Regions from separate parts of the Mus musculus genome. Here regions 2, 3 and 4 are each linked to region 1. A link is a contact called in public Hi-C, HiChIP or PLAC-seq and promoter capture Hi-C data. All regions are on one chromosome and are shown on one strand. The core of a region is the stretch at or near the end of the contact, and the rest is flanking DNA. Distances in the headings are between cores, read along the strand shown.

The links. Promoter capture Hi-C pulls out the DNA fragments that hold promoters and counts their contacts. Hi-C and Micro-C count contacts between places; a contact is called where the count stands out from the background. HiChIP or PLAC-seq counts read pairs in DNA pulled down with a chosen protein or histone mark.
Region 2: a contact with region 1 is called in a Hi-C map of CD8 T cells, with 3 times the contacts expected there. The contact joins the promoter of Snrnp48 here to the promoter of Rpp40 in region 1. A contact is called at or near these places in 1 of 39 promoter capture datasets (pre-B cells) and 3 of 484 Hi-C or Micro-C datasets (CD4 T cells and CD8 T cells).
Region 3: a contact with region 1 is called in an H3K27ac HiChIP or PLAC-seq map of thymic regulatory T cells, with 8 times the contacts expected there. The contact joins the promoter of Cage1 here to the promoter of Rpp40 in region 1. A contact is called at or near these places in 2 of 39 promoter capture datasets (liver and pre-B cells) and 1 of 115 datasets of contacts at active chromatin or transcription factors (thymic regulatory T cells).
Region 4: a contact with region 1 is called in a promoter capture Hi-C map of pre-B cells, with 6 times the contacts expected there. The contact joins the promoter of Ssr1 here to the promoter of Rpp40 in region 1. A contact is called at or near these places in 4 of 39 promoter capture datasets (hippocampal neurons, liver and pre-B cells), 1 of 115 datasets of contacts at active chromatin or transcription factors (thymic regulatory T cells) and 2 of 9 other capture datasets (adipose tissue and liver).

What each region holds. Positions count from the first base shown.
Region 1 is chr13:35,902,810-35,910,477 of GRCm38.p6, forward strand. It overlaps Rpp40 (ribonuclease P 40 subunit), which reads right to left and starts at 3,538. Exons shown (of 8, transcript NM_145938.4): 1 at 3,395-3,538; 2 at 1,610-1,754; 3 at 879-947. The coding sequence starts at 3,517.
Region 2 is chr13:38,200,160-38,207,827 of GRCm38.p6, forward strand. It overlaps Snrnp48 (small nuclear ribonucleoprotein 48 (U11/U12)), which reads left to right and starts at 4,780. Exons shown (of 9, transcript NM_026382.2): 1 at 4,780-4,969. The coding sequence starts at 4,814.
Region 3 is chr13:38,033,699-38,041,366 of GRCm38.p6, forward strand. It overlaps Cage1 (cancer antigen 1), which reads right to left and starts at 3,239. Exons shown (of 13, transcript NM_027724.2): 1 at 3,121-3,239. Riok1 (RIO kinase 1) reads left to right here and starts at 3,291. Exons shown (of 17, transcript NM_024242.3): 1 at 3,291-3,833; 2 at 6,375-6,576. The coding sequence starts at 3,763.
Region 4 is chr13:37,990,370-37,998,037 of GRCm38.p6, forward strand. It overlaps Ssr1 (signal sequence receptor, alpha), which reads right to left and starts at 3,839. Exons shown (of 8, transcript NM_025965.4): 1 at 3,636-3,839; 2 at 1,628-1,740. The coding sequence starts at 3,714.

The DNA of each region.
Region 1 (7,668 bases), core at 2,288-4,787:
ACCTGGTCTACATGGCAAGATCCTATCTCAAAACAAAACAAAAAGTTCTAAGTCACAACCATCTGCACTGAAGCAGGAACATGTCTATGTTATACCCCTTGGAAAATAAGACTACTGAGAAACAATGTCATATAACCAATGTTAAACATTTGATGCTTACTGGTGCTGGTAAAACACGTCTTTAATCCAAGCACTCATGAGGCAGAGGCAGGTGAATCTTTTAGTTTAAGGCCAGCCTGGTCTACAGAGTGAATTCTAGGACAGCCAAGGTTACATAGAGATACCTTGTCTCAAAAACAAAAACAAACCAAAAAAATGTATGCTTATAAATTCTTGAAAGATAAACATCAAATGGTTCCATCTAAGAAGGAACACAAAGATAGGCTTCATTTTACTGTTTAGAGCTGTATGACTTGACTTTTAAAAAACTATTATTTGCCGGGCGTGGTGGCGCAAGCCTTTAATCCCAGCACTCGGGAGGCAGAGGCAGGCGGATTTCTGAGTTCTAGGCCAGCCTGGTCTATAAAGTGAGTTCCAGGACAGCCAGGGCTATACAGAGAAACCCTGTCACGAAAAAAAACAAAAACAAAAAAATTATTATTTTATTATTTTTATGTATATGGGTGTTTTATCCTCATGTTATGTCTGTGCACATGGATGTGTCTGGTGCCTATGGAGGTCAGAACAGGGCACTGGACTCACTCAAACTGGAGTTACAGATAGCTGTAAGCTACCAAGTGGGACTGAACTTTGGTCTTCTGGAAGAGCAGTCAGTGCTCTTAACTGCTGAGCCATTTCTCTAGCCTACTTTTTTTTTTTTAAGCAGTGCTATTTCTTTTCTAATAAAGAAAGGAAGAAAAAAAAATGAATGCTGTCACCATTTGGTAGGAGAGCAACAGTATTATCCTCATCAATACTTGTATTGTATGTTAATGCAGAGAATGAACCTGTAAGAAAAATCAAGAAAAGTAATTAAGTAACTAAAGTAGCACAACATTTGTTTATGAATGGTTTTCACGTGACAACGAATCTTCCAGGTAGGTAACAGGCAGCATCTACTACAGCTCTAACTCATTCAATAAACCCACTACACCCCAGAGATACACTGGAACATATACATGCAAGGCTCCAGCTAGACCACCCCAGGACTCAGGCCACATTCAGGGGCTTTTTGTGCAAGTTTCCTATCAACAGGTTGAGAATGGGCTCAGAACAGAACCTGTAATCTTGGGGATCCTAGCAGAAAGGTGCACATTAAAGAGGCAAGAGGACAAAACACTGATGCAAGGATCAAAGTTAATATTCAGAAACTATTTGAGAAAGTTAATATTCAAAAGCTACTTAACCTTCATCTAAAGGGATTCCACCTACTTCCCTGAGTTATTGCAAGGGCTAATTAAATTTGGTAAGATATTTAGCTGCCACCTAAAGAGGACACAGGAAAGAAAACGACAATATGGCCGGGTGGAGAAGTGATACACGCAGCTGATCACATGATCTAACTTCCATGGGCCCTTTTAAAGACAAGGGAAGGACCCCAATATTTTGCTGCGATCTTCCGATAGCTCTTCATCTTGTCTTGTTCATATGAGACAGTGTTTCTTCTTACCTTTCTTTACAAAGGTGTTGATGAACTCGTGTGTAATTAATTCATGAAGAGGTAAGTTCTTCACAGAGTAATAGGGTCCAATGTCCATGACCAGGCTTTTTAGCTCTTTTGATAGAAGCCCACATTCAGGAATAAGAAATGAAACCTATTAGAATGTAGAAGAACAAACGAAGTTATATTTTATGAAGATTAACACCATGCTTTTGGAAATGGAATGTCAAAGGTGCTAGTTACTCCTTCACAGGTTTTACTGGGACATAGAAGGGACACGCAAACATGGGCAATGTGATGGTTTGAAGATGCTTGGTCCAGGGAGTGCTATTAGGAGGGATGGCCTTGGTGGAGTAGGTGTGACTTTGTTGGAGGAAGTATGTCACTGTGGGCGTGGGCTTTGAGACCTCATCTAGCTCCCTGGAAGCCAGTCTTCTTCTAGTGTCCTTCAGATGAAGATGTAGAACTCTCAGCTCCCCCTACACCATGCCTGCCTGGACGCTGCCATGCTCCCACCTTGTTGTCCTTATAAGAGTTGCCCTGGTCACTGTTGGAGTGTCTGTTCACAGCAGTAAAACCCTTAGTAAAACACACACACACACACACACACACACACACATACACACACACACACAGCCACCACCACCTACCCCTGAGACAGGGTTTCTCCATGTAGCCCTGGCTGTCCTGGAACTTGCTCTGTTTATCAGGTTAGCCTTGCACTCAGAGATTTACCCACCTCTGCCTGGGTTTAAAGGTGTGCATCACCATCAACCTACTAGGCAACAATTCTATTAATTTCAAGTAAACAGATATCTGACTACTCAAGTTTTTCCTTTCTGCATTTCAATGTGAGGCATGACATTGCAATGGAAGTCTTACTTGAATCTTATTTTTGCATACAAGCAATATATGTTATGTCTTTCACACTTTATAGTCAAGGAAATAGAGTATATATAATTCAACATGCCTTGATTTGCTTATTCTGGAGTCATGAAATCAAAGGAACTCCTCCTGGGATTTAGGGACATTTAATTAGTAAGAAGCTACATAGAAGCAAAAGTGCTCCTGGAAGCTTCCATTTCCTAGACAAACCTAGGTGAGACCAGTTGAGATAAGCGATACATCCCTGACCGCAGGGATGGCCTTTCAACCGAAGAGATGCAAAATCCGCGCGGATTTCAAATGATCCCCAAGTGAACATCTAAAGTCCGTTTCGCAAAGCCCCAACAACCAGCCTTGAGGGACAAGGACGCCAGCTAATCTATCTGAGAAATCCATCAGGCCAATATTTAAGATGTAAAATGCTTAAACCCTTATCATCGTAAGGTAAGTTTATTTGGAGTTCCTCGTTTGTCAAACCGCGTGATGCTTTGGAAAGAGTCACAAGCTGATCCACAGAGATCTGCCCAAACTTAGGGTGTAATTCGGCTACATGTTGTACAGGTCACACTCCGACCGTGCAGGTTACATTCCTAACTCCTCCACTGCCTGCTCGACCCAACACCGAGAGGATTTAATCCTGAACACCGCAGTAACCACGCCAAACTCACAAAAACTCTGCTGTTCCTCATAGGACCGAGCACCGCCCTGTGTTTGGCGCATGCTGGGAATTGTAGTCCTACACAGCGCCAAGAAAAGCAGTTAAGAAACTTGAAGAGACTATAGTTCCCAGCATGCCCGAGGACGATCTCCGCCCACCCTCGCAAGCCGAGGAGGTCTGGCCGGGTGAAACCCGGCGTGGTTCTACCTTAAAGCTCTCCAGCCTAAGAGGGCCGGGTGGACCTGACTCACCCTGTAATTATGATAGTGCGTCTCCACGAGATGCTTATGGCGAGACTTATCGTGGCCGAAGTTGGATTTCTCACAGACCAGTAAGTGCCGAGGCGCCTCTTGCAGCCTGCGCAGCGTGGCCATGTTAAGCAGGAGTCCAGGCGAGCACCGCCTCTTGGCCCGCCTCCCGGCCCGCCCCTCGGCCCGCCCCTCACCCCACCATTCGCCCCTTTCTGACTACACCCCTCCCTCCACCACGCCCTAACCCTTCTTTCTTTCCCTGTCTGTCAGTTCCTGCAGGCACTGGGTCTGAAGGTTCTCAAGAACCTGGCATGGGGCTGGTGAGATGGCTCAGCGGGTAAGAGCATTGACTGCTCTTCCAAAAGTCCTGAGTTCAAATCCCAGCAACCACATGTTGGCTCACAACCATCCGCATCTTAAAAAAGAAAGAAAGAAAGAAAGAAAAAACCTGGCACATCCATTCTATCCCACAGTTTCTCCGTGGAGGAACAGTGCATATACCTGGACAGGACTCAGAGAAGGACTGGACCCTGACACCTTATAAAAAGGAGGAAGATAGGACAGAGGAAAAGCCTAGTATAGTCAGGAAATACATCTGCTTTGCAGCACTGTTTTCCTGACTCCTCATATGGTCTCGTTCCTAATGCTCACCCACCCGCAGGCCCCTAAGTTCCCACTGATCCTTCCCAAAAAGTATAGGAAATTACAGAGGAATATAATATGACATTTCTGCATTTTTACTTCCAACAGAACTTCTTTGCTTTGTTTTTAATTATTTAATTTATTTTTTTCATTTCCAACATTACTATTTTGTGATTTTACTCCAAATCTCAGTTTCTTTGCTGAATTGTACTTCCATGTACACTGTTGCTATCTTCAGACACACCAGAAGAGGGCATTGGATTCTATTATGGATGGTTGTGAGCCACCATGTGGTTGCTAGGAATTGAACTCAGGACCTCTGGAAGAGCAGTCAGTGCTCTTAACCAATGATCCATTTCTCCAGCCCCCATAGCTAATTCTTAAAAGCCATATTGTTGATTTTTCTCATCTATTTTACTCTCTGTGTGTGCACACACATGCGTGCGCACGTGCACGTGTGTGCACAGCAGACTTTCCAGGTCCTTCCTTAGGGAAGATTGAATTAATCTTTTTGCTTCAATCTTTTTTGAGGTCTTAAAGTATTTTTACTAGGAAACTTCTGAAATCACCCAGAATTTTACCTATTTCAGTATCATTGAATCCAGGTGTTAAGTTATTTTGTCTTGAGACAGGGTCTCATTATATATCCTGGCTGGCCTCAGACTCAATATATAGACCAGGCTGGTCTCAAACTCAAAGAGATCTACCTGCCTCTGCCTCCTGAGTGCTGGGATTTAAGATGTGAACCACCACTCTGGGATAATTGATTTTGTTTTTGGAGGACTCCTGTTGCTGTGTTTTTCATTCATGCTTTTGTTTCTGTGTGTGGTGTTGACCTGTGTTGATTTGGAGATGTTTTTCGCTGTTGTTCTTACTGAGCACCCTACTCTCCGAGACTCATTCCCCGGTGTTACTCATAAAGGAGACAACACATTGCTGAGACAGTAACAAAATGGAAGATATAGAAATACACCCAAAGTTACTGAGGTTCAGCAATATATTACTAATAACCATGAAACAGAAATTTACAATACTAATGTAGAATATGCTAGGAATGTAATGATTATGTAGGGTAAATGGGAAAATAGCAAGAAAACGAAAGCAAGCCTAAATGAAAGAAAGAAGCGGGATGAGAAAGTGTGCCATGGATGGAGACATGAAAAGAGAAAGGGTTTAGTGGGGGGAAAAAAACTAAAAGAAGGGGGAAATCTCAATAATAGAAAATCTTAAATAATGAATTATATAAATATAAGAGAAGTAAAAGATAAAAACATCCATTTTTTTAAAAAGGGAAAAGAGTAAAAGTGCTGAATAATAGAGAATGTAAATAATGTAAGATAAACATCTGTATGAGGTGTGAAATGTATGAAAATGTATGCGAGGAAATAAAATGTGTTTAGGGAATGCAACAAAGGGGAAGCAGTAAGAGTGTGCTAAGAAGAAAAAGGGAAGAAGGGTAGAAAGAAAGGGAGAAAGGAAAGCAATGAGATGTTGAAGCAGCCTCTTCCGGGGTACTCGGCATAGGCTGGGAGAGGGTATCATTGAACTTGCAGACTCTTGTCTTGAGCCTGTATTGAGCAAGTGTTATGTGTCCTCCATAGCTGTCTTGTCATTATTAACTTCACCATGTTCATCAGGGGCCTCTGCTGACCACACTTAGCTTTTCAGTCTCTGCTTCAAGTTCTCTCATTCTCCTGAGATTCCCCAGATCATATTTCCCATGGTGCTAATGTTCTAGCTGAGGGTTGGAAAAGAAGAAAGAAACCAGAGTGTGTGAGCAGAGAGCTTGTCTTGTAGTTTTCAATCTCTCTTAAGTATTGATCACCCGCTGGAGAGATGCAGCTGTGGACATCGGGTCATCGGTTGCAGCTTCAGAGTTCTTAGACTCTATGGCTGAAGAATGGTTATTCAAAGACACTGACATTTTGACAAAAAAAAAATTACACAAATAGAAATTGTGGAAATGAAAAAAGTAAAGAATCAAAGTGTAAAGTTTAACCCATAGACCTGATTAAGCAGAGCAAAGGGTATGACGAGGTTGAGGAAATAATACATCCAATTATCAATAAAGAAAATATTGAAAAGGACCATAATATTCAAGAACTCTGAGTAATGATCAAGAGACCAAAGTTAAGAATCTATGAGACAGAAAGGAGCTGAGATCAAAACTAAAGGCATAGAGAATCTATTCAATGAAATTATAGCAGGAAAAAAAACCCCGATTTAGAGAAAGAAATGGACATCCAAACACAAGAGACATTTACAACCTCAAGTAGACAAGGCTAGACCCTTACCATGACATAATGAGGATGTAAAAAATATAAGGCAAAGAAATAATATTCAAAGCTATAAGAGAAAAAAAAAAACACTAACTCAGCTACAAAAGGGAACACAGAAGAATAACATATCTTTCAGTTTCAACCCTAAAAGCCAAGAAGGCATGGAACAATATATAACAAGACCTGAGAATAAATAACTGCCAGCCAAGCTTGCTATATGCAGCACAGTTGTCTTTTACAATCAGTGCTGAAGCCAGTGATATTGTTCAGTTGGCAAACTTCTTGTGTAGCATATACAGATCCCTGGGTTCTGCCCCCAGAAGCACATAAGCCAGGCATGGTGGCAAATGCCTCTGATCCCAGCAATTGGAAGGTAAGGGCAGGAGGATCAGGGGTTCAAGATCACCCTTGGCTATGTAGCAACTTGAAATCAGCAAGACCTACATAAGACTCCACATCAAAAAATTAATTTCATCAAATTAACTTAATCATTGAGGAAAGCCAGGTAGTAAAGGTCTCTGGAGAACAGAGGCAGGTGGATCTCTGAGTTTGAGGCCAGCCTAGTTTACATAGATCGAGTTTCAAGACAGACAGGGCTATGCAGAGAAATCCTGTCTTAAAAAACCTACCTAAACCAACAAAATAAAATCATTGATGAAATGGAGACATTTCAAGACAAGTAAAAACAAAGACAGGTGATGACCACCAAGGTGTCACTCGCAGAAGATGTGTAAAGGAATAATGCACGTGTGTGTGTGTGTGGGGGGGGGGGGGGGGAATGACAGTCTTAGTCATGAGAATGCAGAAAGAATAAACCATGAGAGGAATGTCTGAGTAAAGGAGAAGTAGGAAGGAATCCGTCATGCGAGCCAGCAATCCCTTCATGCTAATGTGGGGAGAGCACAAGCAGTAATCCAAAACAAAAACAAAAACAAAAAAAAACAAAAACAAAAAAAAACCCCCAAAAACAAAAAAACAAAACAAAACAAAAAACCAACAATCAACAACAACAACAAAATCAACCAGCAAAACTAGAGGTCGCTGCATGCAGGGAGCAGAACCAGCCCAAGAGACTTTGGACTTTTGAACAGTATTGAGATTGGTACACACTATGGGGACTCTTGAGCTGGGGCTCAGTACATTTTATACCATGAGCCTATGGGACCAGGAGCAGAATGTGTGTTTGAAAGAGAAATGCCCCCATAGGCTCATGTGCTTGAGCACTCGATCCCCAGTTGGTGGCGTGTTTGAGAAGGTTGTGGAAACTTTAGGAGTCTTACTGGAACTTTTTTTTTTTTTGAGACAGGGTTTCTCTTTATAGCCCTGGCTGTCCTGGAACTCACTTTGTAGACC
Region 2 (7,668 bases), core at 3,530-6,029, 2.3 Mb after region 1:
TTTTACTGTCATTTGTCCCTCATACTCCTCCTCCCCTCGCTGGTTCCCTCTCCCCCAAAACAGCCCTTCCCTCCTCCTTTGTTGTTTTGTTTTGTTTTTCAAGACCGGGGTCATGGGGGGAGGTGTTTCTGTGGAACACTCCTGGCTCTCCTGGAACTCACTCTGTAGACCAGGCTGGCCCAGAACTTACAGAGATCTGCCTGCCTCTGCCTCCCAAGTGCTGGGATTAAAGGCATGAGCTAACACTGCTCGGCCCCTTCTGCTTTTATGTCACATGTATTCCATCACTCTCCGTCCTTTTGGGTCACACCTCCTCTCAATCCTTTTTCTTGTCACACACACACACACACACACACACACACACACACACACACACACACACACGAATCTGAATTCTGCATATGAGGGAAACTATGGTGTTTGACTTTCTGGATCAGGCTTACTTTGTCTAAACGTAATGGTCTCCAGTTCCGTCCACTTCTGTGCACCTTCATTACACATGCCGCAGCTGAGTAAAATTCCGAATTCCGTCATGTGTATTTACCAGGTTTTGCTGGTACCCATTCATCTGTTGATTCCTAGACTGCTTCTGTATCCTAGCTGCTGTGAGTAGCCCAGCAGTGAGCACGGACGTGCCATTATTTTTGTGGTATAAAGGATGGAATGCTTTGTGGGTTTGCACGTCACTCTTGCACAGAGTCACACTAGCCTCTCTCTCACTCCGATTTGTGCTGTGTGAGAGAGGTGTCTTTAATAAAGACTTACAAAAAAAAATAAGGACCTCAACTTCACACTTTTGCTTGATCTCATCTCTTTAATAGCCCTACCTCCAAACAAAGTCACGTTGTGACTGTTTGAATATAGATGCTGGGGAGACCCCACCTCAGCCCATAATAGAAGCCTGCATAGAAAGACTAATGGGGATACATCAAAGACACATGCGGGCACATCTTAATCTGGCCTCCATTGACCAAACATAGGGTGACTCTAGTATCAACAGGAATAGTAAGTATACTTTATATAATATAATACTAACTTTTAAAACTACATCTATTTAATTGAACAGAACTCTTGTTGAAATAAGCAGCAGGAGGAAGCTGATGAGGCAGTTTCATAACGTTAGTGTGGAGTGGTTCCTCGGGTTGGAAGAGCAACCAGAGACACAGGGTCAGCTGGTGAATCTTTCCTACATTCTCCAGGTTTCTGTAAAAGCTGTCACTAAACTCTGAGATGAGATGGGACTGTTGGGCTGGCAAGATGCCCCAGAGCATAAGAGTGCTCTGCGGTGCAAGCTTGAAGACTAGAGTTTGATCCCTGGAAGCCATGAAAAGTGGGAGGAGAGACCTGAGTCCACAGAATTGTCCTATGGCCTCCACACACATGCTGTGGCACTGACCAAAACCAACCCGGAGAGGAAACGACTTACTACATCCCATAGGCACGAGCTCAAGCAGGAACCACAGAGGGTCACTACTATAGCTTGTTTGCTTTTATAATCTTGGACTTTCTGCCCAGGTGTGGCACTCCTGGCACCAATCATTAATTGAGGAAATGCCTCACAGCCAGGCTCACAAACCAACCCGACAGAATCAAATTCTCAGCTGAGATTCCCTCTTTCCAGGTGACTCTTCGTGCCAAGTTGACAAAAGCTAACCAGCACACATCGATAATACATTCTAAAGTTTTTTTTTTTAAACAAAACAAAACAAAAGAAAACAAAACCAAAAACCACAGGGCTGTCTAAGACACAGCTCATGCTTCACCTGGGCTGAGTTTTGATTTCTTTCACACACACTGGGCAGCCATAGAAACAGAAATCTAACAACAGTCATCTTGGCATCTCCAAAGTTGTTCTCACAGTTTCCCTGTTGGTACAAGCAACAGAAAAAGGGAAGAAGCTGTGGGGTTGATAAATAAGGAAGCCAAGACCCATTTCTTTCCATAATGTGATTTATTAGAGAGAAAACCTCACAACCACTAGGGACCATGATCAGGCCTTGGGGTAGGACAGCATTAGGAAAGAAAGCTTTAAAGTGGAAGAGTAGAAAAGATCTCCCTCATGAAATCGTGGATGGGGAGAACTGGAGCAGACAATACCTCCACGGAAATCCCTCAAATAAAGGAGATTCTCTGACTTTTAGTTTGGGAGAGTTGGCATGACATTCTACATCGTATTATTTAATCTGACTTGGCTTACATGCCAAGGAGCCAGGTACTGGGTAGAACCATAAATTTACCTTGCAGATATGGGCGTGGGAGGGGGTTAGGTTGGCTTGCTTCCAGCTCGTCTGCTGTGTGCTCTAACCTCCACAGCAGGCATTTATCAGCTGCAGCCAGAATTCTGGGAATTCTTGGGAAGGGGCAGGGAAGGGACACAGTTAGCTGGTCTGTAATCTAACACCTACCATTTGGCTATGAAACTAAGATAAAAGGGACAGCATGAGAGGAGTGTGACTAATGGCTCTAGAACTCAACCCTGGCTGTCTTTTGACTGCTGCCATGTTTTCTTCATAATAGTCATTTCTTATCGGTTAGTGACTAAAGTTACTATTTCTTCTTCTTCTTCTTCTTCTTCTTCTTCTTCTTCTTCTTCTTCTTCTTCTTCTTCTTCTTCTTCTTCTTCTTCCTTTAAATTAAAAGGTGGGAACTATGCCATTGGAAATGATTGGCAGCCAAAATTTCCCTTTCTATTTCTTCCACTGGTGGTAAACGATGTGGGGAGAGAAGCAAAGATCTGATATGGAGGCAAATGTGATTCAGTTCTAGGGATCAAAACAATACAGGAAGATTAAATGTGGAGTCGTACAAGGGAAGAGATACACTTGTGTATAAAGCAAAGTGCATGACACTATAATAAAAGAGCTGTGTCAAAGACATGGGGGATGGAAGAAGATGACTTCCACTGGCCAAATTCAGACAAATTTGGATAGTAACAGGAACTATTATGATAATGAAATAATAATGCTCAATTTTAAAACTTAATTCATTTCCCCTCCCCCTCCCCCCAGCCTCAGCACCCCCACCCCCACCTATGAATTAAGTTTTAAGATGTGAACAGAACACTATACTATGGTGGTTAGTGTTAACTGTGAAGCTGACAAAATCTAGAATCGCCTGAGTTGGGCCTCTGAGTATGCCTGTGACAATAGTGTTTTTTTCATGTGATTTTTATTATGAACATGTAGCGTGTGTCTTTATTAGCAATGACCTTTCTTTAGATAAGCACGCCGTGATCATCCATAAGGTTTCTGCTTCTGACACACTTGTTATTAAATTGGTTATTTGACACAACCACATGGTGAGTTCCAGGATGACTCATAAACCTGCTTTTGATAATTTTATTATAAACAAAAATGTTTATATTTGGTTTTTATTGAATTGAGCTTATCTATATCAAATTCCCCTTTTAGAAAAATGACTGCATAGCTAACTGCTACTCTGGCAACAGGCATCCATGTGGTACACAGACATATATGCAAAATATCATAAAATGCACTTTTTACATGAAAAATATTCAAGACAGCATGTTACTACCTGAGAGTTACAGTATTCTATGTTGTTAACAGGATGCTTTACAAACTGTTAAACTGTCACTGAACTAACATTTAGTCTCAGTGAATACAGTGTGGCCAATGACCACCTAGTGATTTCGAATTCAGGACCACCACTCTCAGGAGGAGAAGCCAAATGTAACTCAGACAGGAATTTGGTCTCTTAGATACCCCAGCACAGTCTCTCTCTCTCTCTCTCTCTCTCACACACACACACACAACAGGGTTTCTCTGTATATCCCTGGCTGTCCTGGAACTCACTTTAGACCAGGCTGGCCTCGAACTCAGAAATCTGCCTCCCAAGTGTCTGCCTTCCAAGTGCTGGCCAAGAGCCTGGCTCTCTCTCTTCCTTCCTTCCTTTCTTTCAAAGATTTATTTATTTATTATATGTAAGTACACTGTAGCTGTCTTCAGACACACCAGAAGAGGGCATCAGATCTCATTACGGGTGGTTGTGAGCCACCATGTGGTTGCTGGGATTTGAACTTCGGACCTTCGGAAGAGCAGTCGGGTGCTCTTACCCACTGAGCCATCTCACCAGCCCTCTTCCTTTCTTTCTTAAAGATATATCTATCTATCTATTTATCTAATGTATAGGAGTACACTGTAGCTGTCTTCAGACACACCAGAAGAGGGTATCAGATCCCATTTTAGATGGTTGTGAGCCACCTTGTGGTTCCTGGGAACTGAACTCAGGACACCTCTGGAAGAGCAGTCAATGCTCTTAACCAGTCCTGTTCTAAATTAAGAAATAATAACCAATTATAGCCAATTGGTTAAAACATAATAAATTGCTTTAAAAAGAATTTGAAGAGCCGTTTCAGGAATTTTCTGTTTGATCATGCATTGTGATTATGTAGGAAAATGTTCTGAGGATGTGCATAATAGCATTTGGGATAAAGAATCTAGAAGTAATTGTAAGAGGGAAAACGCTAATGAGCTGGAGAAAGGCTACACTGACACTTTCTGTGTTGTTCTTTAAACTTTCCTGCCGATATAAATAATTTCTCCTAAAAACATCGAAGGAGCAGCGGAATGATGCTCAAAGCTGGGACGCAAGTTCTAACCTGCTACGCAAACTAAACCCAGAAGAGCGTGGAAACACCTTTCAAAACTACCGCTTCCGCCCTGCCCGTCGGCTCTTCCCGATAGGCTGGCGCCATCCCGGGGCCCCGCCCACGGCTCCCAGAAGCCCGTGCGCGCCCAGAAGCTCGTGCGCGCCCAGCAGTTCCGCCTCTTCCTGCCTGAGGTGAGCTGCCATCATGGAGACCGAACCTCCTCCTCTGGAAGAGCGGCGTCGGCTCCAGGAGGAGCTGAGCGAGTTTGTGGAGAGCTGCTGCCGGACGCTGGAGGAGGTGACGGCGTCCCTGGGATGGAGCCTGGATCAGCTGGACCCCGGGGACGAGGCGGAGGCCGAGGTGAGGGGCGAGGTTGCCCGGCCTTTCCCGGGCCGCTGACTTCTCGCCGTGGGAAAGGCGCCCGGGGAGCCCACTTCTCTCCATCCCGGTGCGATGCAGGGGAGGACAGGGCTCGTCCGGTGCATATCCCGGGGGCGCTGCTGCTGAGGTTGGCGATTTGCTTCGTCATGATATAAGGATTCTGCATTGCGTTAGATTCAGTGTTCACTTTTCTCTATCTTAAACCCGGACGCTTCCCACTCGGACAGGACCGATTGTGGGACGATTAAAGGGCGCCACCAAGGAATGGTAGCTAGTAGCGGACCCCTAAGGAGTGTATTAGAGTGAATTATCCTGACTTATTTAATAGGTGCAGGATAGAGGGAATTTGCGTTGCGCGGTGATTTCTTATACCCTCTTCATTTACTATGATGCAGTAACAAGGTTTAAGTCATATGTCGATGGAAATATTTAAGATATATGCAATTTACGTACAAGCTAATCACCATTGTCTTAAAATTGAAGTGGAAATTGGAAAGAAAAAAAACCCTTCATTGTACCTTTACAAGTATATTTGGAGTTGTGAATTAACCAATATAGTTCATGGCTTAAAGCCTAGTAACGATGCTGTAAAAATGGATTTGGGGGACAACTGAAAAAGTTTGAGGTATGAATTGATAATTTTATGAAATTTCCAGACCATTGAGAATGGAGGGCCCCACCACTCCTTCATTTATTATCGAGATATTAGACAACATCGTGATATTAACACTTAACACGTTCTAAATGGCACTGCGTTACTTCATTTAAAATTCGTATCCCAAGGAGGCTAGAATAATTGGCAGCATTTTACAAATGAAGAAACAAAAACATCCCAGTGGGATTGGCAACTGGGACTTGCAGGCCTTCTGATTTCTGAGGTGTATTTTGCTTAACCGCTATATGAAAGTCCATTGTAAAACTCCCAGATTATCCAGTAAACCGTGAAGTACATGATTATCTGATACTCACTGTTGTAACTGGCTTAAAAAATCTGGTAAATGACATTGATAGTTTTGAGACTAGTCCAGATAATTAATCAATTTCCATGTTTCATGTGCACTTGTAGAGTTTGTCATGGTAACAGTGGGGGGAGGGGTAAAGAAATGACAGCTGTTATTGTGTGGCAAAGTCTGTAATGGGGGGAGTTGAAATTTTTGTAGTACTGGTTATTATAGACTATGATGGGTCAGAAAAAGCATCTAGAAAAGTATATTCTTTAAAATCTGCGTGGGGCTAGGCTAGAGAGATGGCTCAGCGGTTAAGAGTGCTGGTTCCTCTTCCAGAGGTCCTGAGTTCAATCCCAGCAACCACATGATGGCTCATCAAACCCTATGGGATTTGATGCCCTCTTCTGGTGTGCAGGTATACAGGAAGAACACTCATATACATAAAATACCTAAATGAATAAGCCTTTAAAAAACTTATGGGGGCTGGTGAGATGGCTCAGTGGGTAATAGTACCCGACTGCTCTTCCGAAGGTCCAGAGTTCAAATCCCAGCAACCACATACATGGTGGCTCACAACCATCCGTAACAAGATCTGACGCCCTCTTCTGGAGTGTCTGAAGACAGCTACAATGTACTTACATATAATGAATAAACAAATCTTAAAAAAAAAAAACAAACTTATGGATATGTGTGGGGGTATGGCCTGGGTAATGGGTCCTCAACTTTTACCTTGTTTCGGGTCTCTTGTTGTCTTGATATTGCCATCATCATTCTAGCTGGCCTGTGAGCTTCTGGCTATTTTCCCTTCTATCTTCTATCTCTGTGGGAACAATGAAATTGCAGGTGCATATTAACCATACCCATTTTTTGCATGGGTTCTAAGGATTTGAACTCCAGTCCTTTTGCTTCTTTTACTGAGACATCTCCCCAGCCCTGACCAAAATAACAACAACAACAACAACAACAACTGAGTAGAATTAGTTAGGTCAAGCACAGAGAAAGCATCAGCAGACCTAGAAGTCCTGGCTTAGATGATAAGATTAGAGAGCCTCAAGTGCTTAAGGATGGTTAGAACATGAGGAGGAGAATTGCTTGTAGCCCCGCCTTTGCTCCATGATCTAAATGGGAAGTACAATGGTAGCAGGTAGGGGCTGTATAGGTTATAAGGAGCCTTATAAAGGCCCTTGTCAGGCACATTGGAGAATCTTGTTTTCTGTTTGTTTGCCTTTTTATGAAAAAACAATGGCAACAGGGGAGGCATAGACAGACTTTAAGTCAGGGAATATCCAAATTAAATTTGTGTTTTAATAAAATACCCACTAATATGTATTTAGTGCAGAGTACCAAGCCCTACTTCAAATGGTTTCTGTGTATAAACCCAGATATTTATATTTATTTAATCTTCATGATATCTTTGTGAGATAAGGGTCCATTGCTTCTTTTTTTAGAAAAAGAAAGTAGCTCAAGGAGAAGTTAGTTATATTACCTCTTATAGTTAGTAAATGGGAGAGCTGGGGTTTCCAAAATGGCTACATGGTGGAGAGTGTAGTAGAATGTAGTAGAGAGCAGCCATCCTGGAAGCAGAGATGGGGAGCAGTAAGATAGCTGTTGTAATCCAGAGAAGGAACAGTGACGTTCTGAATTGGTCAAGTGGCACTGGGGCTAGAGAGAACTCTGGGATTTCAAAGACCCTTAGGAGTTAAAATGTCAGGACTAGGTGGCTGCTTGGGT
Region 3 (7,668 bases), core at 1,989-4,488, 2.1 Mb after region 1:
TGCACCTAGCTTTTAATGGCTGAGCTATCTATCGCTCCAGCCCCCTGATCTGTATTCTTATACACATCCATCAGGAGATAGGATATGTAGGTGTAGCCATAAAATCCAAATTCTTCTGTTTGTCCATGAGGCATTCAAACCCTACATCCACATCATTTACCCAGTACTACTCCGTACAAAGGGATGCTTTCTAACATCCCAGCCGTCTGACTGAGCCTGTGCCTCTCCTCGAACCTTCCAGAGTTGGCTTCCTGTTGCTATAACAAACAAACATAACCAAAACCAACTTGGAAGGGTTGTGGCTTCTACTTCTGGTTCACAGTTTATCACTGAGGGAACGCGGCAGAAACTCAAGTAGAACTGGAAAAGACCACTGCTTATTGGTTTGCTCATCTACCTTTTTAAAAACAACCCAGGCCCATCAACCCAGGAATGGCCCAGACCACAGTGGGCTGGACCCTCCAGCAACAATACATGATTAAGAAATTGCCCCACAGAAATGCCCACAGGGCAGTTTGATGGAGAGCCCCCAGATCGAGCTTTCCTTTCCCCATGTGACTCAAATAGTGTATGAAGCTGGCAAAAGCCAGCGCACCAACTGTCTAGCTTTACAGTCTCTGTGATGGTATATTTGCGTTGCTCTCTCATAAGTCACCACTGTCTACTGTTCAGTCTTAAGCTGCAAGGGTGTCACTAACTTTCCATATCCACATTGTAATTGTCCAGCAAGGAGTCTAGAGTTTCTCAATACTTCCTGCACACACACCAGTCCTGTTCCATGCCAGCTCTCTTCTTTCTTGGGCCTAATTTTCCTATTAGATGTAATTATGTATGTGCATGTATTTGTATGTCTGTGCATGTCTGTGCTTGTGATTCAAGGAGTCCTGGGAAGCCAGTGGTGTCCCCAGTGGTGTCCGAGCTGGAGTTACAGGAAGAGGGGGGTCACCTGACCTGAGCACTGGGAACCAGACTCCAGTCCTTTGTCTGAGCAGTATGCACTTTCCCAGCTGCACCCACATCTCTAGCCCCTGATTTTCCTATTTACAGTCTTCTCTTTTTACATCTAGTGGGATAGATTAGTTCATGGCTTTTAAAACTTTTCCTACTCACTATGTAAAGTTTACATGCACATAAAGTAGAATTACAAACAAAACACTTACTGATAATAAATTATACAGAAATTTATTTTAAAATTCTTTTGATATACATATAATTTTACTACCTGTTAAATAGGAAAGCAAATTTACATACTAATTAGATGTGTTTATCTGACATAATACCATCCAAAGATATACTATTTTAATATTTATCTGCTGAGAAATGGAACCAGGAAAACATTAGGTCTGCTTTCTGTAATGAAACGATTATTTCTGTAAGACCAGAAAACTGCAATGTACAGTAAAAAAAACTCTGCAGTTCATAATGAGAAGTCCAAAGCCTTGGGAATAAAATTTTCATTTCCTGGGAGGCACACTGGGTTCCCCAGGAGTTGCTGACAATGGGCCTTCAGTCAGATGGCCCTGACTTAGGGAGGCTAAGTCTGGAACTGCTGGAGGCCACCTAGCTGGAGGAGATAACAAGGCCAGAACAGAGCTGGTTTCCAAAATTCTTTGGTCTCAGCAATTACAATGAAACTAGGTTAACAACCAATCAGAATTGTACTAATGTTACTGCGTTGCCCCCCTATTGGAGGTTACCTAATCCTTCTGGAAAATTCTCTTAGCCCTCCATTAAAGGGGTCCATGAGCCCCTCAGGTGGTTGCCGTTTTGATAAATGGTTGGCCCCTGAATGCTGGTAATTTCTTCAGTAAACACTCTTCTTGCCTGTGCATCCTATTTGAGTCTGGGGTCTTCCTTCAGCTATTCTTGGACCCTAACAGGAACATATAAGTTTCAAATCTGAACAGAGGTATTTCAGGCAGTTTGCTGCTGTGAGTTGGTATAGTGGTGAGAACAGTGAAAGCTGTGTGAAGTTATCATGGGTGAATATTGCCCGAAATTTGTCAGATTCACCCCACCGTTTAAATTATGAATCAAGTTTTGGGTGTGGAGAATTTATCATGACTCTCCCCACCCCATTATGGGGCCATGATCTTTAGTTAAGAAACTCTGGTCTACACAGTTAAAACACAGGCTGAAAATACCCCCCATTCTAGTGGCATATTATCAGATTGTCTCAGTCTATCCTTAGTACCTGTCTGCCTGGATGACTTTGTTAGATTACTTATTTACTGAAGACGTTTTCAAATCGATGTCATCATTTGGTAAACTGTAAAAAACCAAGTAGGCTAAGGAAGCTAGGCAGGGCTGCTGGAGGACTCAACCTTGGGCTCACCTTTCCCGTCCTGCAAATAAACACTACCTGTTCGATGACAGGGATGTGTTAGTGCCTTAAATCACTTTCCAAACGCAAAATGTTTCTTTTCCATGGGCCTGTGACTTGCAACTACACTTTAAAAAATGTATGTGCCTGTTTAGTATACCCGTGCCATGTGTGTGTAGGATCCTCTGGAACCGGAATTATAGTAGTTGTGACTGGCCCAACCAGGTGCTGAACCAAGCCACCACCACCCAGGCTTGGTTAGCCATTCTACCTAAATCCATTGTTTGTTTGTTTGTTTTTTTTTTTCTTTTCTTTTTCTTCTTCTTCGAGGAAACAGGGTCTCTCTGTGTAGCCCCTCCTGTCAACAGGTTGGCCTCAAACTCAAGAGATCCGCCTGCCTCTGCCTCCCAAGGGATGGGATTAAAGGCGTGTGCCACCACCGCTCGGCTTGAGTTAAAACCGTTTGAAGATAATGAGGGCTTGTGAGATGGCTGAACAGGAAAAAGCGCGGACGACCAGAGTTCGGTTCCCGGAGCCCAAGGTGGAAGGAGTAAGCCCTCAAGTTATTCTCTGAACTTCACTCACGGAGCACGCATACACAAGCGCGCGCTAGATAATACTTAACATTTTAACATTTAATAAAGGCAGAAAGAGGTGTCACAAGAGTTCCTGCCAAACGCAAAAAAAAACCTTGAACTTCCCAACTTAAAAAAAAAAAAACAACAAAAACCAACCACTTGTATCATTGCATCTCAAAACAACGCACCAACGTTTCTAGAGAGCAAAAGTGTGCTCACTTCCATGATCCATCGAGCTTCTGTGACTCAGGCTAAGGATTCCGGGTTTCCTCCCGGCACACCGGCTCCGCGGGAGGGAGAACACCTTCCAACCGTCCCCACCGAGGGCACCAACTGGTGCGTCGCAGGGCGCTCGAACGCCCCAGTGTGACGTCCTCCGGACCGCACCTGGGTCCAGAGGAAGAAGGTCAGAGGACGCAAGTCTTCAGGAGCAGCCGGAGGAAAAAAAAAACAGGCTGACTTCCTATGACCGTAAACGCCATGGTGGAGCAAGAACGAAAGGCTGGGGAGCAACAAGAGCTACACATCCCACGCTACAAACAACGCACCACGCCCACTTCACATCGCGGATTGGTCTTTCCCGGCCACCGTCACGCGCATGCTCCCTGAGGGCACTAGGGTTTGGAGAGGCCCTGCTGGTGGCATACTTCCGGCGTTGCACTTCCGGCCTGTTGGTGGCCGCGTTTGCCGAAACCCTGTATCCTGACACCCCGGTGGCGCCTGGTCGTTGCCTTCTTGGGCCTGGCGGTTGCCGAGGGATTTGAGGGGCGGGAATCGCGGAGACGCGTTTGGATCCTCTAGGTGGGAAGCAGGCTCTTCCGATCGCGGCCTCAGGGGCGCCGAAGGCTCACACCCCTAGCCATGGACTGCAGTCTGGACAGGATGGCTTCGGTGGTCCCCGGGCAATTTGACGACGCGGATTCCTCAGACAGGTAGGCGGCCGGTGGTGACACAGGGACTCCTCCGATTCCGCCAGCTCCACATTGGGCTCGGGGAGCTGACAGCTGACGGCTTTGGATTTTTCTCGGGGTGAGCAGCTTGTGAAAGCTACCTACCTGTCAGTGGGTCCCGGGACGTTTAGCAGAGAAGCAAGAGTTGGGGACCACTGAGGAAGGTGGGCCTTTTTTTTTTCCTTTCTTTTCTTCATACAGGCTTCCATACACAGTGAGCAAAAGTTTTACCTCTGCGAGTATGATGAACAAGACAAATCAAGTCACTACTGTCTTTTTGGAAAGGAGGGCAAACCAAGAGGCTAGCACCTACAGCGTAGCGGAGAGAATTGAGGCAAAAAAGGGAGGCCAGCCAGGTCGAGCCTTCCAAGTGACTGTGAGGAGTTAAGATCCTGTTCAGGTCTTACAGGCCAGAGGAGGGCTTTTGCAGCGACAGAGCATCCGTCATTTGATTTATGAATTAAAGGAACTGGTGAGTCATGTAGAAGATGTTCGTAGAGAGGAGTGGAGCAGAGAATCAGTAAATAAATAAATAACCAGCTTCAAACCGGATGGCTCCTAGAGCTGCTGTCGTAGAACGACTTCGAGGTAGCAGTGTTGAGGTTTTGTGGTGAAATTGGATGTGAGGTCCAAAAGCAAGCAGTGACGGAAAACTTCCCGTTCAAAAGAAAAGAGAATTTACACATAGCCATTTTGAAACAACAAAGAGTTTTGCGTACCTTATAGTCAGGAAGATTTTATTCATCAATTGTGAGCGGTTGTGATAAGTATATATATTGACCACTCTGTGTGTCAGATCGAGTGGTAGGGAAATATTGGTGACTACCGTTTTGATTGCCACAGGGGTTGGCCTCTGCTAGGGGAGATAGATATTCACACGAGGTAAATTATTTGAATTAAAATTGGTGAATAGTACAAAGGAAAAAAATGAGTGATCAATAACATATGGTAAATAGAGGGTAAGTAGGGCTTAGCCGGAGATGTTGGAGATTTCCAGCCTTCCACTGAGGAATGGGCACATCATCTCAGAGAAATCCTTACGGAAGCGTTTAAGTGGGAAGAAGGGACAAGCTTACTTTGCCCACAGGCCCCATACACGCAGGATATTGTGAGACTGCACCCATGGTCCTCTGCTGGATCTGATTTTGCCATTGCACCAATCCAGAGACATTTTTATATGTCACACCTGGGCTGAGACACTAGTGGTATCTGGTAGGTAGTTCCGCATAAGACAACCTCACAGCAGAGGATTGACTAGTTGAGAGCATTCACATAGTTGTGCCTTTAACATACCTGTCTAGATTATTAGATTTGTAAGTGAAGAGTAATTTATGTATGATACTTATGAAGCCCTAGTAAACTGCAGCTATCAAATGATAGTCTCCTTCCTACTCATGCCCGTGGGCATTTAAAGCCCTGTGGGCTGTAGCCAATTAATAAATTGGAGTTGACGACTGAACTTATTTAAGACCCATTGGGGGCCAGGTGTGGTGGTACAGCGTCTTTAATCCCAGCACTCTAGAAGCAGAAGCATCTGATATTGATGATTTCAAGGTCAGCTCTAGCTTCATAGTGTCTTCAGGGCAGCCAGACCCAACAGGGAGCTCTGTCTCAAACAAGACTAAACAACAAAGGGGAAGGGGGTGGGAGAGGCGGGGCGGCCTGAGGTGCTGGGGATTAGGTCTGTGGCAGAGTGATTACCTAGAGAGGGAAAGGCTCTGGGTCCTCAGAACTAGAAGAAAAAAAAATGGCTCTTTTTATGGTCAGGTGAGGTACACACATCTTTAATCTTAGCACCTGGGACACAGAGGCAGGAAAGGTCAAAGCTAGCAACACTGAATTGAATTTTATTGAATTTGGTGGTAAATATGTTTTGTTTGGAATGTACAATGTTTTAAAAAAAATTGAACCTGGCAATTATGTGAAAAAAATTACATAAATATTGAGTGTTTTAGCTTCTTGAAAAACTAGGAAGATCAGTAACAACAGGGTCTGCATCTTTTGTGAACCTCTCCTCCCTTTGGCTGTACTTTTGTCTCTCTAGACCACTTCTCTTGATAGTCCCCCCTTGTTGTCCTATACTTGGCCCACTTCACTGTGTAGTCTTGGGCCTCTCCATCACTGCTTCCTTTTATAAATAAAGGTGATTTGGAGTTATTTGTGTCTTAGGAGTGTCTTGCTACGGCTCCTGGTATTACAGAGAGTTAAGGAAAGGCAAATTTTGATACACACACCCCTGAAAGTAGGTGTATGAATGATTTGACTAGAGTCTGGTCTTGTGCACTAGTCAGAGTCAGTTCATTTACCCAAGATGATAGTGTAAATTCTAACTTGACTTAAGGCAAAAGCAAAGCCAACACCCACTGACGGTACACGGACGTGGAGAATAAAGCATTGCTGCAGATGAGGAGACAGAGAACTTGATGTTAAGAAGACGGAGCAGATTGGGGAACGTAAGGTGTGTATGTGTGTGTTTTTCCCTTTGGAGGATGGATAAACATGCCAGAACATTCTTGTTCCTAGTGAAAACAAAGAACTGCAGCCAATCCATGCAGAAGATGGCGGCGTTCTACTTAAAAGCCTCCAGAATGCTGCAGCAGAGGTGAAGGGCGACGCTGAGACCGATGAGGAAGACGACTATGATGATGATGATGATTGGTACTTGGACGATGCAACTGGAAAACTCACCAAGGGTTGTACCTGGAATGGCGGCAGTAACTATCAGGTGTGTAAGGAATTCTGTAAATCTGTGTTATCTGCTTGTCTGTGTTCCAGTGTGTGTGTGGGGGGAGAGGGGGACAGGCCGGGTGTCTTCCTCAACAGTTCTCCACTTCATCTTTTCTTTATGTGTGTGGATGTGTCTGTGTGAGTGTATACACATGTGTGTGCACATACCTGTGCGCATGTGGGGAAGGCAGAAGTGGATACCAAGTCCCTCCCTTGGAGCTGGAGTTACAGATAAATAACTAAACAGGGATCCACAACATCTAAGCAGGTTCTTATGTGTGTGCTGGGATCCAGTTCCAGTCCTGACATCACTGAGCCTGAAGCTCACTGTTTAGCCAGCCACTGGCTCATGTCTTCCAGACACCCTTCTCTCTCTCATCTGCCCCAGTGCTGGGATCACAGATGTTTGCCACTGAGTTTGCCTTTTTATGTGGGTGCTGAGGACTGAACTTAGTTCTCAGACTTGAATGAGAATAATTTATGGGCTGAGCCATCTTTCCAGGCCATGTAGTTTTTTAAAAAGGCTTTGTGATTCTGTAGGATATATTGTCTTAGAGCCCTGGCTTTTACTGATTTTTTTTCTTTCTTTGTGCTTTTCATATTTCTCATAATTTCTTGTATTTGGATTCTTTCAATAATCAGTAAATGTTAATAGTTACTGAAGTGTCATAAGATGAATGAACTTAAAAATATACAAAGGAAAAGCCACAACTAAACTATTAACTGTAGACCATTTATGGAACAGAAATGGGGCTGGGAATGTAGCTCAATAGTAAAGCATTTGGCTGGCGTACAAAAGATTCTGGGGTCTGTTCCTGGCTTCCCAGCACAGCAGGGGGAAAAATATTGAAACTCATTGGTAACTAGAGAAGTGTAGCTGAGCTGGTGGTACAGTACTGTAGCCCCAGCTACCTGTGAAGAAGAGGTTTAGAAGGATCCCAAGTTCAAGGCCAGCCTGGAATACAAAGTAAGTTTTGGTAACTCCTATACTAAGTCACTGGTGAGACTGGATAATTTCATCATGGACTGTGTTACACTGTATATATATATATAGTACTGTTGGCTACTGTAACTGTTTGTTCCTGGTGAT
Region 4 (7,668 bases), core at 2,589-5,088, 2.1 Mb after region 1:
AAAGCCCTAAACATCATCTTTAATCCTAAATTAAATTCCAATATACTCTAAATTATCTTACCCAAAGCACTACTTTGGTCAAATATTTACAACTATGAAACAGGAATGTATTGATCTGATCAAGGCTGTTCATGTAATGAGACAGGTTGAAGATGCAAAGCCTCAGAACGGAAAACTTGGCACAGATCGACAGAAAGCACACACATTAACGGTCTTCTACTCAGAGGAGACACTACGCACCTACATAGCAAATCACTAACAACAACAACAAAAATTAATAGAAGAGCAAAGCACCGATTGAGTGGCTGGCATGTCCATACAAATGAAAACAAAAAATCTACGAAGGACTGATGCAGGAAATAAAATTAGCAAATTAGCAGGAAGCATGTTGCAATTGAGCTCCTTTTTAAAAAAAAAAAGCTTTCTGTGTACGGGTGTTTTGCCTTCGTGTATATCTACGGACCATATGCAAGCAGCATCCACAGAAGCCAGGACAGGGCACCAGATCCCCTGGAACTAGACTTACAGATGTTTGTGAGTAGCTATGTGGGTGCAGGGGAAGAGAACCCAGGTCCTCTGGAAGAATAGTCAGCACCTTACCTGCTGAGCCATCTCTCCAACTGAGCCAGTTATTCTTACTGTCATTAGGAGAGCACAAATTTCAGAGCTAGCTTCTAAGCCATCTTCTCTAACCCTTACTTACATAGAGGTATTTTATCTCCTGCTCTTCAACCCTTGCTCCCTAAACACACACACACAACCCCCCAAAAATATCAACTTTAAGAAAGAAAAAAAAAAAAAAAGCCGGGGCAGTGGTGGCACACGTCTTTAATCCCAGCACTTGGGAGGCAGAGACAGGTGGATTTCTGAGTTCCAGGACAGCCAGGGCTATACAGAGAAACCCTGTCTCGGGAAAAACAAACAAACAAACAAACAAACAAACAAGCAAGCAAACAAAAACCTCTGTTCAATCTAGTACCCAGAACAGTACTTGGCTATATGGATGGTAGAGTCTCCCCATAGGAGTCAATGGCAGGTTACAAGCACAGAAAAGGACAGACCTAGGAAGCGAAGCACATGATCTTGATTTGTTCAGTGTACCCTGTCTCCCCACTACTCCAGAAGGCCCTTGCGCTCATGCTCAGTGACTTGCCCTTAGACCAATTCCAACCCTGGGGAGACAGCTCAGAGGCTCAGAGCAGTACTGCTTTTGCAGGGGACCCATGTCTGAAAGGTCACAACTGTTTGCAACTTCAGCTCCCTGTGATCCAACGCCCCTGGACTCCCCAGTATTTGCTCTCACATCCAAGTACCATACAAAACCATACACATAAAACTGAAGAGGTAATTGGCAAACTTGCCTATAAAAAGAGTACATTCTTAGTTGGAATCTCTACTCAGAATATATCATATATATTCTATTATTATTTTTTTTCCTTTTTTTGTTTTTGTTTTGTTTTTTTGAGACAGGGTTTCTCTGTGTAGCCCTGGCTGTCCCAGAACTCACTCTGTAGACCAGGCTGGCCTCGAACTCAGAAATCCACCTGCCTCTGCCTCCCGAGTGCTGGGATTAAAGGCAAGCTCCACCACACCCAGCTATATTCTAAATATGGTATAGAGAACTTACCAAATCTGTGGGTTCATCTTCTTCTACTTCAGCTTCATCATCTTCATCTTCAATTATTGAATCTTCCACTATTTCTTCATCTTCTGTAGGATCTTGAGCCAAAGCTAATGACCCTGAAAATAAAAAAAAAATAAAAAAATAAAAAAGAGCAGTTAACCTTTATCTTTGTCTTTAAACATGAGGTCTAGACAAGAAAATGTTCCACCTATTGTAATATAGTCTCCCTGGTCAGTTGAGCAATGCCACTGCACAAAAAATATTTACATTTTTTACTAGTAGTCTTAACTACTACATTATAATTTTAATGGGAATCTTTTTAATATAAAAAGGCAAAACAACAACAACAACAAAAAAAAAACAAAAAAACAAAAAAACGGGGCAAGCCAAATGGCTCAGTGGTTAAAGGCACTTGCTGCCAAGCCTGACCATGTGAGTTTGATTCTTGGTATGCACCCTGCAAATTGTCTCCTAGCTTCTGGATATATATTACAAGGCAGACAGGCAGACACACACTAAATATAATAAAAAATTAAAATAAATAGTGGCAGCTTCGTGGTTAGTAGCAAAGAAAAAAAATCCAACTATTTTTGCACATGACTTCAAGCATAGTTTCAGACATTTAAAATATCAAAAAAAATAAGGGCTAATCATAATGCTAATTTATAAATCAGAGACTTGTTGACAAAGCTTTCTCAAAAACCACACAACATCACTTTCAGGCAAAACTCTACAAAGCCCTTTAAAGTTCAAGCAGTTCTTATTACCACTTCTCGGGGAGCGATGATGTGGCAATCCAGCAGCGAGGGAAAATGTGGGAACAGCCACATGTGCAAAGCCCAAGAGAAAACACTATCTTTAAAACCATGATTTTTTTAAGTCTTTTTACTTTCCCGAGTTAAAACAGTTCATTCATAGTTTACAGGTAATTTATCAAAAGCCAGATTTAAAGAAAGAAAGAAAACCCCAATGGTCTAAGGTTGTAGTGTGCATATGTGCCTTGCATGCCTGGCACGATGGAAGCCCTGGGTTCATCCCCACCACTTCATCCACGGGGTGTGGTGACACCCTGAAACCCAGCACCCCAGAGGTACAGGCACAAGGATCATAAGTTCAAGGACGTGCTAGCTAGGGCACCAACTTACAACGCAGCCAGGGTTACCTACATGAGACTCGGTCTCAACATCTGTCTTATGTCCCCACCACCACACTCCCAAGCCAAAATCCCTAACAGCTATAATTCAAAGTCATACTAGTTACTAAGTAGAAGCCAAGCACTTCTGTGTGCTTGGCCAAAGAGTTCATAACATGGCTCGTTATTTCTCATGCCCTGGGCCACAGAAACTTAGAGAAAGAAAAGGAATTCTTTCTGGTGACCACTCAAACTAGTTGTTTTTATAAACTAGCAAAATTAATGGACATGGCGGGCAAGGGGGAACAAGTTTCTACGTTTTTACATTCTGCCAAGTTTTTAGCCCAGGTCAATCGTTGGAAAGAATAAACTTACAAAGCTCGAAATAACTTTTTCGCAGCATATTTTCAACCAGCAAAAACTGGCTGGAAAAGGGAGGGGAGGGGAGAGAAATTAGAAAAGGAAGGAGGAGGCCATCCGGCCATACTCTACGGTAGCGGCTGACAAGCAGCCGGAGGAAGGGGACGGATTTGGACACCGAGCCTCGCGGTCCACACAGACCGCGATGGGCGAGCGAGGGGGCCGGGCGAACACGATCCACGCGCCGAGGAGAAGAATCTACAGTGGGCGAATGAATGGAGGCGCGCCGGCGTGTGGCTAGCGACACGTCAGCGCAGAGCTTGGGGACGGGCGGCCCGCGGCGAGCGCGGGCGGAGAAGCGAGGCCGACCCTGGCGTGGGTCCTGCGGACCGCGGGCTTCGGGCCCGCGCTCGCTGAGGACGCCGAGCTGCGGGGGGTCCCGGGGCGGGGGATAGCATGGCCCACGAGAGCCGGGCCGGGGGTCGGCCGCGGTCCCCAACCCAGCCCCGCGTCTCTCACCTCCGGGGCCGCCTCGGAGCAGCACGGCGGCGGGAAAGGCCAGCAGGAACAGCAGCAGCAGGCGGGGGAGGAGTCTCATGGTACGGCCGGTCAGCGTCCGGTGCGGGTCCGCTAGGGCTCTCGGAGGCTCTGGCGGTAATGGCGTTACTCTTCATCCGGGCCGCGGTGGAGGGGCGGGGCACGCACGCACGCGCGCCATCCGTCGCCCCTCCCCGCCACCGTCGACGTGGCCTCTAAGCGCCCAGGGGCGGGGCCTGCGGGCCGGGAGATCACGTGGCCGGCGGTGGCGGGGACCAGGGGAGCCTACGGGCTCCCGCGAGAGCCTAGCTGAGCAGGCTTATCTCTTCCAGATGCTTAGCATCGCTTTGTCCCCCGTTGCTTTGAGGGGCCAAGGAGTGGAAACTTCCCGCATGTGTGGCAGTTGAAAGACAGAAAGTAAAGGATATGGATAACGACAAAATAAATAAATAAAAATAAAAAGCCGAAAGTGATGTCTCACATTGTAACCCCAGAGTTTGAGAGATGGAGGCAGGAGGATTGCAGCGAGCTGGAGACCAGCCTGGGCTATGTAGCGAGTTCGGGGCAAGACTGGGCTACAGAGTTAATACCTTGTCACAAAATTCTACCCCCCCTGCAATAAACAATCGGAGTTCTGGAGTTTTATTCTTTTAAATTTGACTGTCTCTCTGGTGTATAATTGCCAGTGCACAGATAGATGTAAAGGTCAGTCAAAGGACAACTTCTAGGGAACTGATTCTCTCCACATTTTAGATGGGTTCTGGGCTTGAACTCTGATCATTAGAGGTTCAGTTCTGTAATTTTTCTTAACAACCCAAACTTAGCAATTACCTAGCCTTTCTGCAGTTTCTACGCCAAAGATCTCACTTCTGGCATATTTCTGGCAACTTCAGCTGGTCAGTGTGAAACACTCGGGATGTAGTGGCTGCGCTGAGAACCTCCAGCCACAATCCTGATTCAGGGACTGTCTTGGTTACTTTTCTGTTGCTGTGAAGAGATACCATTACCAAGGCAACTTATAAAAGAAAGTGTTTGATTTGTAGGCTTGTTTACAGTCTCAGAGGGTGAGTTCCTGACCATCGCATCAGAGAGAATGGGAGCAGGCAGGCAGTGCTAACGTGGAAGCTGAGAGCTTATATGTTCAGCCCCAAAGGACAAGGCAGAGAGGTAAGTCCAATGGTACGGACTTTTGAAACCTCAAAGCCCACACCCAACAATGCACCTCCTCACATAAGTCCTTACCAAACAGTTCCACCAACTGGGATGTAACATTCAAACACAAGCCTACTGGGGCAGTTCTCATTCAAACCACTACACAGGTTAAGCAGCCACCAGGATCATTGGAGCCTCTGAGCCACAGAGGGACAAATAAACTCCCCTCAGAATTGTTGAAGATGACTGAAGTGGAAGTCACAGACCATATCTCAACTTAATTAACCCCAGTAGGTTCAGATCAGATGAACACATGTCTGACCTGAACAGGGGAAAGAGACTGTCTATAAATTCTATGAACATTAAGGAGTCAGAAGTGCCACCACCTGAAGTCAGACCTCAGAAAGGGAGACAGTGAGATCTTCGGTACAAGGACAGTGTCTCTGTACCATCCCCTCAGTTACAGTCCTTGTCAGTTTCTTGTGCCAGGAGACACTCCCGGGTTAAATACGAGGATCTTGGATATTTGATGGGGTTGAAGACTAATTATAGTCTCACAAGCAAACTTAAGTTGTTTAGCATTGAAAGAGATGATATAGATTTGAAAGGATGTTTTTCAGATGGTAATGTGTACTGGCTGGTTTTGGGTGTCAACTTGACACAAGCTGGAGTTATCACAGAGAAAGGAGCTTCAGTTTGGGAAATGCCTCCTAGAGATCAGGCTGTGGGGCATTTTCTCAGTTGGTGATCAAGGGGGTAGGACCCATTGTGGGTGATGCCATCCCTGAGCTGGTAGTCTTGGGACTTGCTTGTAAGAGAGCAAGCCAGGGGAAGCAAGCCAGTAAGTAACATCCCTCCATGGCCTCTGCATCAGCTCCTGCTTCCTAACCTGCTTGAGTTTCAGTCCTGACTTTCTTGAGAGATGAACAGCAATGTAGAAATGTAAGCTGAATAAACCCTTTCTTCCCCAACTTGCTTTTAGGTCATGATGTTTGTGCAGGAATAGAAACCCTGACTAAGACATAATACAAGCTAAAATCAGAACATAATTCAGGTATAGAATGGTAAGCTCTTTAAGTTAGGGTAAAAGGTAAAATACTGTATATAGTTAATAAATATGATGGACTGGATGTTAATTGTATATCATACTTTGTAATTTACGTGTTATGGTTATGCTCAAATTATGTCTAAGAGTTTTTTTTTTAATTTGGACAGAAAGGATGAAATTTGGGAATTGGTTTTAATGCTTTGAATTAATCCAGTCTCCCAAGTCGGGAATATGCTGAAGGTCCTTGTCCCCAACTGGTTTCTGATGGATCAATAAAGAGCCAACAGCCAATGGCTAGGCAGACAGACTGAAATGAGACTTTGAGATTGGCACAGGGTTGGAAACAAAACAGAGAAAAGAAGCAGAGATTGGCATGAGAAGAAGAAAGAAGAACGATCAGACCTAAAGGCCCACTGACACAGGCCACTTCCCCAATTGTGTTTGGGGTAGCAGAGATGAAATATAGATTTTAAAAGATCTTAATTGAGGAGTACCGGAGGGGAGTGTTTGCTAGCAGTGAGACTAGAAACACCCAGCCGTTAAGACACATTAAAATTAACTGGAGTGTGTGTGTGTGTGTGTGTGTGTGTGTGTGTGTGTGTGTGTGTGTGTGTGTATCTTTCATTCAAGAATCCCGATACCTCTTGGGCAGGTGTGGGTGTGCAACCTGTTGGGAGCACAGAGTGGTTAACTAACTACTGCTACACAAGGACAAGTTTGTTGAAACCGCAAAAACAAACAAAAAGCTGTGGTGGCCTGAATAAGATTGGCCCCCAGAGGCTCATATATTGAAATGCTTAGTAGCATTATTGGAGAAAGATTAGGAGGTGGGGCCTTGTTGGGGTGGGTGTGGCCTTGTTGGGGAAAGTATGTCACTGCGGGTGGGCTTTGGGGTTTAAAAAGCTTCCCAGGACCAGTTCTCTCTTCCTGCCGGTGGATCAGGATGTAGCACCTCTCCATCTTTATTCTGCCTGTGTATAGCCATGCTCTCTGCCTTGATGAGAGTGGACTCAGTTTCTGAAACTGTAAACAAACCTGAACAACATGCTTTCTTTTGTGTGAGCTGTCTTGGGTCATGGTGTCTCTTCACAGCAACAGAACATTCTGACATGAGCAGCTCAGAGCAGGTTGAGTTATCACGACACAGCCTTTATTGCAAAGTCCCATCTACTAATTTCAGCCTCCTCAGGACCCCTGTCTCCCCGCAACCTCTGACCCATCTTTTGGAAGGTATCTTGTTTTCTAGAAACATGGGACATCCAGGGTGATCACACTGGCACTGTTGAGACAGATCTCTGCTTTGGTCATTTGATTCCTTTATAATTTGTGGGAGCAGACAATCACTTCCCTTTATACTTATGTTTGCCTCAGCACCATGAAAAGGCCATGAGCCTCTGTACCCTCCAGGTGACTGCATGTCCTTCAGAACTTCTCTCATCCCTCACCTTCTGCCCTTAACCCTGACCTGCTTTAAAATTACAACCCTTGGGTTGGAGAGAGGGCTGTTCTTCCAGACCACCCAAGTTTGGTTCCTAGCATCCATCCTCCCAACCCCTCCCCCCCAATTCCTCTTCCTCTCAAGTCACCCCTCATAGCATTTCCTGTCTTCTCACACAATCCGTAGCTCTTGGGTCTCCTGGATGTCAATATACCATGACACAGAAAACAGTCTGACATGAGAGAACTTCATTTTGTTTTGAGGCAGGGCCATCTTGTATAGCCCCAGGTTGGCCTTAAGCCTTGAACTCTCCTGCCTCAGCCTCCCGGGCGCCAGTACTATAGGAGAATATCCTCAAGCCCAGCTCAGAAATACTT